Regions from separate parts of the Gasterosteus aculeatus genome. Here region 2 is linked to region 1. Evidence: chromatin contacts called from public Hi-C data. All regions are on one chromosome and are shown on one strand. Each heading gives the region's core, a stretch centred on a gene start, on an enhancer-like site or on the middle of the called end of the contact. The rest is flanking DNA. Distances are from core to core; before and after follow the strand shown.

Region 1 (3,965 bases), core at 880-3,379:
TCTGTGAGGTTTTTTTTTAAGATACACACATTTATATACACGTGTGTGTAGACATATAATAGATTGATGCCACGTGTAAAGCAGCACAGAAACCCCTCCACACACACACACACACACGCACACACACACACACACACACACACACACATGACCGAGGTGATTTAAGCCGCTTTGTAGCCCACAGGGAGCCTTTCCGACCGGGACCCCGTGTGTGGGGGGGGGGGGGGGGGGCGTACCTAAGCTCCAGACCACCTGGTTGTGACCATGCAGAAGAGGTGTACCTCCACCTTACAACCCCCCCCCCCCTCTGGTTTAATGAACCTACGGGGGGGGGGGTGAGGTGAACTCCACCACATCAGACGTTTATTTGCTCTGGAATAATGAAGCAAACCTTCAAAATAAAGGTAGAATAACACCTCTGTTCATGTTTTAATCTCATGGCGCGCAGAAAACATGAACTCCGTATTTTAGAGGCTCGTTAAAAGGGGGGGGCGGCTGCTTTTCTGCTCTCTGGGCCGTAAATGTCACACCTCCCAAAATGAAAAACCCTTCAGGAAAAATCCCAGAGGATTATTCACGTCCAACGTGGGATTTTTGACAAATACCCTTAGAGGAGACTTTAGAGAGAACATTAGAGAGGTGCTTTTCATTGAGTTCCATGTATAGAAAGATATTTTAAAAAGTCGCAGTGACGAGAAACACCACAATCCTCTAACTTTATATAATTTAATCAAAGCAGCTGATTCATATCGAGCATAAACTTGACTAACTCCCTGACTTTGTAGAAAAGTCAAACTTTTTCGGCACTAACTAATGTTTCTATCTGCAAGCCGCAGTTTCCCAGTTCAGGATCTCAGTGTGCGGTTTTTCGGTAAATTTAACGAGGCCCGAGGAAATGAGATGTGATGTGTCTGTGCATGCAAGCTTCTCGGAAATAATTAAAAATATAATTTAATTAAAAAATAGAAATGAATCATTAAAATTAAGTAAGAATTAAAATTATATATATAATAAAATAGTAAGGAAAATCATTGTTGACATTGAACGATGGGCTAGAGTTACTGTTAAATTTATTTTTATGAATGAAATCTTTGCCACTTTGACTTCTGAGAAGAGGAGACTGGAATAAAGAGGTACAGATGAGTCACTAGATGGCAGTGCTGCCTTTTATTTGACTGGTTCCTGCCCCCCCCCCTCCACCCTCCTCTCTGGATCTCTGCTCTCAGGTCCTGCTCCACGTCGGGGGCCTCCTGCCACCTGCTGCAGCGCTCAGCCCACAACGGCCCGAGAGTCCACAGCCCCTTTAGAGCTACTGGGGGTCAAAGGTCATTCATTATCTCTGCAAATATTTCCACAAATACCTGTTAGTGTCATTTTCTGTTAGTGATGCGATCTCCCTCCTTCTGTTGGATAAAATACCCCTCGACTCTTTGGAGGCCGTGGCACCGTACGCGCTGATGGACAGGAGGTCGAGTTACGCGCCGCTTACGTCTGTCATCGGACGCTCCGCCTGACATTATATTATTATTATATACTGCAGGGCCTCGAGCTGCTGACTTGACGTGGAGGCCGGCGAATGTGATACGAGCTATAAATGTTTTCCACTTGAGATAGACGTCGTTGGCAGTGACAGGCTCCCCGTTGCCGCGGCGCGATTTCCTCTCCAGACTCGAGCGGAGGGATACAACAACTATTATTTTATTAGTTTAAACATGGACCATGTCTGCACCATTCTTTAAGTTGAATTTGAATGTATGACTTATATCTTCACTTTTATTTGAGTTAAGATCTGAGGAATTAGATTGTATTTCATATGTTTCCATCGTAAAAAAACCTCAAATTTACTCAAACAAACTAATAATAGTCAGTCAACCCACCTGTCACCCCACCAGTCACCCTTCCAGTCACCCTTCCAGTCACCCCACCAGTCACCCTTCCAGTCACCCTTCCAGTCACCCCACCAGTCACCCTTCCAGTCACCCCACCAGTCACCCTTCCAGTCAACCCACCAGTCACCCTGCAAGTCCCCCTTCCAGTCACCCCACAGTCACCCTACCAGTCACCCCACCAGTCACCCTACCAATCAATCTACAGTCACCCCACCATTCACCCTACAAGTCCCCCTTCCAGTCACCCTACCAATCAATCGACCAGTCACCCTACCAGTCACCCCACCTGTCACCCCACCAGTCACCCCACCATTCACCCCACCAGTCACTGTACCAGTCAACCCACCAGTCACTGTACAAGTCCCCCTTCCAGTCACCCCACTAGTCACCCGACCAGTCACTCTACCAATCACCCCACCAGTCACCCTACCAATCCCCCCACCAGTCACCCTACCAGTCACCCTTCCAGTCAACCCACCAGTCACCCTACAAGTCCCCCTTCCAGTCACCCTACCAATCAATCGACCAGTCACCCTACCAATCAATCGACCAGTCACCCTACCAGTCACCCCACCAATCACCCCACCAGTCACCCCACCATTCACCCCACCAGTCACTGTACCAGTCAACCCACCAGTCACTGTACAAGTCCCCCTTCCAGTCACCCCACTAGTCACCCGACCAGTCACTCTACCAATCACCCCACCAGTCACCCTACCAATCACCCCACCAGTCACCCTACCAATCACCCCACCAGTCACCCTACCAATCACCCCACCAGTCACCCCACCATTCACCCCACCAGTCACTGTACCAGTCAACCCACCAGTCACTGTACAAGTCCCCCTTCCAGTCACCCCACTAGTCACCCGACCAGTCACTCTACCAATCACCCCACCAGTCACCCTACCAATCACCCCACCAGTCACCCCACCTGTCACCCCACCAGTCACTGTACCAGTCAACCCACCAGTCACTGTACAAGTCCCCCTTCCAGTCACCCCACTAGTCACCCGACCAGTCACTCTACCAATCACCCCACCAGTCACCCTACCAATCACCCCACCAGTCACCCCACCAATCACCCCACCAGTCACCCTACCAATCACCCCACCAGTCACCCTGATGGGGTGACGTGCAGGCGGCCATGAATGTTTCGTTTCCCTGAGTTTCTTTTAACCTGTCAGCTGTCCTCAGATATTTCACTCGCCGTTCTTTGATTTTTGTTTGCGGGAAAAAAAAACTTCTATTGCAGCTTTTTTTAGTAGAAAAAAAAGGCCGATTCACTACAAAATATTTGTAGTAAATTTGTCAAACAAAACACCTTAAACTATAATGATTTTGAGTTGCTTACTTTCACTGTAAACAGTGTGATACAATTTGTTCATTTATTCGTATGTTGGTGCTTTTTCCAAAAATTAGACAAAAAGTCTTTGTTTCTTAGAGACTGCGAGGAGCTTTTATTATGTGTTGATTGTGTCCACACATTATTCCTGTGGACTAACGTGTCAGTGTCTCTTCTCACCAGGGTGCCTTTACAAAAGCTCTTTTACTGCAGCGGGTCTGACAGTCTGCTTCTCAGTCCTGGTCCTGGTTCTCCCGGGCCTCCCTTCCCTCCAGAGGGTCCAGCGCTACATCCTAGGTCTCCAGAGAGGAGAAGCTCCTGGAGAAGGAGAAGGACAAGAAGGTTGAGGAGGAGGACGAGGAGGAGGAGGAGGGAGAGGAAAAGACGCTGCTGCTAGTGGGAGCTCAGCTCTCCTCCTCCCTCCGGAGTTCTGATGCGGGTCCAAGGGTGCATTGACGCTGGATCTGGGTCTGTTGCACGGTGGACTGGTCTCTACTGGGGTCTGAGCTGAAGGAGGTTCTGGTGAACCTGCATGATGTCATCTGGGTTCACCAAAATCCGACGAGCATTAAAAAGAACTATGTAGAAATAGAACGTACTTTCTCTGGTGGTCCTGATGGAGGTCAGAGGACCAGGACTAAAGTGAGACTGGTTCACATAGAGGACCAGGACGTGAGACTGGCTCAAATAGAGGACCAGGACGTGAGACTGGTTCACATAGGGGACCAGGA
Region 2 (3,965 bases), core at 589-3,088, 78 kb after region 1:
GAGCGTGGTTGTCATTAGCAACGCTTTAATCTACGTTTACCCCCCCCCCGCCCCCCCGTTAGCTGCCCTTTGATGAGAACAACCACCTCGCCTCCTCCTGCTAACCGGTCCGTTCACCGCAGTCTCCATATTGTCTTTATGTTTTGACCGCAGCAGGTCGAGAGACTTCCGTCCCCGCGAGGGAGGAACGCGCCCCGATGTCATCCGCGTGTTTAGCAAATATTCATAAAGAACTTCATCTGATCCGTAATATCAGGGTCGCTCATTTTAACCAAATGTAATATTTCTTGTATCAATATAATATATATATATTAGGAATATTATATTACATTTGGTAAATGATTGCCCGGATATATATATATATATATATATATATATATATATATATATATATATATATATATATATATATATATATATAGTCTTTATATTTATACATCTATAAATATGTGTCCATAAATGTATACATATATAAATAAATGTCTTTACATTCATATATCTGTTTTCTAACTAAATGTCAAACAGAACGAGTTTAAAACGTCTCACTGATTCATCTCTTTTAAACTCCTAAATATAAACAAGCTGAAAGGATTCCAGATCTGTTATTCATCCCCAGAATGGAGTAATATAAAAGTTTATGTGATAATAAATACACAAATTAACATCGAAGCTGAGGCAGATAAGCCGCGGGTCGTTTATTTGAATTAACTGCTGCCAGCAAACTTGTGATTGTGGCAAAAATGAATTGTTATGAATTTATTAACAGAAACCAAATGTAACCACTTCTCTCCTAGATTATTTATTCTTTTCTTTTATTTAAATTAAATAAAAAATACCTTCCGAAATGTAGTTTCCGTTGGAATTTCTTTGCATTTCTGTGATGTATTTTCTCCTTTACGCATTAACAGGAGATGTGCTGGTTGTTGACATCTTTAAACACGACAGATTCATAGCGTGTGCGCGCTTTTAGTGCAAAGTCATTTGCCATAATGCCGGTTTTGTTTTTCATAATTCATAAGTCCGGAATGTGTTTTTACTTTATGACAGCGCGACATGCCGCTTCGATCCTTTTATTCTTTTGACGTCACTAATAAACGATTTAATCAATCAGTCATATTCCCTCCTCGTCTCCTCCCGGTTTAACGCGCACGCGGCGCCGCCAGCCTCGGGCCCGGGTTTGTTTAGTTTGCCTGCGGTGTGGTGCGTGTCTGCGCACTGACCCGGGTCCATGTCCAGGCAGTGCGCCGGGTCCTCTCCGTCCGCGGCGAGGCTCTCCATGGACAGCTGCAGCTCCTTCTCCTCCCAGCCGCGCAGCTTCCTCTTCTTGTTGGAGCCGATCAGGGCCTCCACGGAGAACGCGTGGGCTCTCGAGCTCAGAGCCGCGGCCGATCGCCTCCTCTCACTCATTTCTGTCAGATCCACCCGCACCGGGGGGGAGGGAGGGAGGAGGGCTTCAGAGGAGGGGGGGGGGGAGGAATTGTCGGAAATATCCCTCTGCGTGCGTCCAACGCGGTGGTCGAATGAAGCGTAAAAATAAAAATAAAAAATAAAGGGGGTCACGCGTCGATGTTTACAGGCGCGAACTCACCAACGAGTCCAAAGTAATCCCAAAGGTGACTAGGAGCGGCGCGCGGGGCGTCCGGCGCGGCGCTGCACCATCCTGGCTGCGCGAGGGCTCGGGTCCGGGTGCGGGTGCGGGTGCGGGTCGGTGGGGGGGTTTGGGGAGGGGGAGGCGGACCGCGCGACTCTGCGTGCTTCCTCTCCGCGTCGCGCTTCTTCTCTCTCTGTCCCCCCGCAGAACTCCTCGCTGATTGATACTCGCTTCTGGGGGGGAGGGAGTTTCCCCTTTTTTTTTTTCCTTCTCGCGGGCGCGAAGGGGGGCGGGGCCTCGAGCGCGAACGCTGTCAAACAACCAGCAGTCCAATCAGGAGCGAGGAGAGACTGCGAGGCGCGGAGGTCTGTCCAATGGCAGGAGGGGGGGGGGGGGGGGGGGTGACTCTCTAACGTTTTATACGCTTTCCTGCGAAACATTAAAATAAATGAAAAATAAAACGGTTTCAGCTGAAGTTGTTTGCAAGTTTTTTTTCTGATGATGGCGATGATGATGACGCCAGCTTCATCCTGCGGGGCCCGAGTCTGTCCCCGAGGGGCCCCCCCCCCCGAGGTCCTCCGAGTCGGTTCTCTGGAGAGGGATTGTGGGTAAAATCACTTTACAGGTGAGGAGGCCGAACAGGTGTCAGAGGCAGGACGAGCCAGTCGGGGGGGTCAGAACAGAACACGAGATTTGACCACAAACCGGAGTGTTTACACTGTTTAGAGTTCTTCTCCTTCTCTCTGTTTCATCTATTTAAAATAATGTGCACAACGTAAAGTAGTTCATGAATTTTACTCCAACACATTAAAACAATTATAAGGCAGAATGACTTTACAATATTCTATTCCCACTTTTAACTAAATGAGGACGATTATTCGATTCAACTACAACCAATTCAAATAATGGATTCTGAGTTCATTCCCGAGTTTAATATTTATGTTGGGAAATATTTCTACTGCGGTCTAATTCAAAGAAGAGTTCTTTATAATTAATTGGTTATTAAGTCAGGTCCATTGGATTTATATTCCTAAATCATACATTTGTTTCGGTGGTCTATTAAAGTTCACTTACACTAACAACGTTATCAATAATAACAGTTGATAATACATATTAAATATCGCATTAAAGATGAGAATAACAATAATGCACGCAGACTATTTTATTGCATCTTTTGGGCTCAATCGTCGCTTCTTACCGCGAGGAAGAGAATTAGTTTGCGCGTCTTCAGCCTGACAGATTTCCGCAGACCACGTCGTTCTGCGTGCGTGTGCGCGCAGCGGCGGAAAACAGCCCCCCGGTTCCGACAGTTTGTTACCGCGGCGTCTGAAGAACGACGCTTTGCAAAAGGTCACCGAGCTTCACCTCAAGGGATCCAGCAACCGCGTCAATCGCGCCATTCTGTATTTAATACTAAATTAGATTGTCAGCGGAAATTTATTTTATTCTCATTTGGTTGTAGGCCTGATTCACACAACTAGCCGGGGAAATATCGTAAGTCCTTTTGTTAATTATAAATTGTTAGATGATTCTGTGCTGCTTTGCGTCGTTAACCTCGTGCAGTAAAAAACTAAAATCAACTGTTTGCAGTTTGGATTTAATTATCGGCCAAACGGTCAGACGTCCACATCCGGGACATTCAGCCCACATTTAAATACCACTCGATTCGTGTTCCAACATTCGGATCACTAACTGACAATTTCTCCTTTCAGTTTTCAGATATCATATATGTCGGTGTCGTCATTGCTCAAAAAGCACGCGTCCAGCTTTTTTGTTCTGTGACGTCAGGCCACGCAGACGGACACGTGGACGGCGCGGGCGGACACGTGCCCGTTAATATTCAATTATCGAAGGAAAGCGTTTGACCCTGCGTGACCCCTCGGGGCATTGAGACCACGCTAAAGAACCCCGAGTGGCGGCAGCTTTCCGTGCATTACGTCACCGGCTTGATCCCAACCGGAGAGGTCAGAGGTCATCGGGGGCGATCAAGAAGAAAAAAAAGCAGAAAATAAATAGTGACGATGCGATCGACGAGAAGACATTTTGAGTTTTCTTGGAGCACGAAATTGGGTTACGCGCATTTCTGTGTTGTTATCAGACAAATTGAAGTTGTAATTCTACATATAAAAAGTTTATTTGTTAACGCTTTTCTAAAAGGTGCGCAGTAATGTGCTCCCGCCAAATTCTGCTGTTTGGCCATTTATGAAGTCCAATTCCGTAAGGAACCTTCAATGAACGTTTCCACAGAAACCACAACACTAACCAGATAGATAAATAAATTAAGTAGAATCAAAATACGTATGAATAATTGTAATAAAAACAAATAGTATCAATGTAAAACATTAGTTAAAAAATTTAAAAAATAAAATAAAAA

Evidence for each region. A called contact is a pair of places that touch in the nucleus more often than the background predicts.
Region 2: a contact with region 1 is called in a Hi-C map of skeletal muscle, with 2.8 times the contacts expected there. The contact joins the promoter of tbx15 here to the enhancer-like site in region 1. A contact is called at or near these places in 2 of 6 Hi-C or Micro-C datasets (skeletal muscle and whole body).

What each region holds. Positions count from the first base shown.
Region 1 is chr16:18,702,427-18,706,391 of fGasAcu3.hap1.1, forward strand. No RefSeq gene overlaps it. Among protein-coding and RNA genes, the nearest start is that of wdr3, 13 kb to the left of the region's middle. Within about 2 kb of position 2,130, at least 1 of the 9 cell types and tissues checked has open chromatin away from gene starts, as enhancers often do.
Region 2 is chr16:18,781,139-18,785,103 of fGasAcu3.hap1.1, forward strand. tbx15 (T-box transcription factor 15) reads right to left here and starts at 1,839. Exons shown (of 8, transcript XM_078090861.1): 1 at 1,221-1,839. The coding sequence starts at 1,407. It overlaps LOC144388802 (a long non-coding RNA gene), which reads left to right and starts at 2,068. Exons shown (of 2, transcript XR_013453044.1): 1 at 2,068-2,216.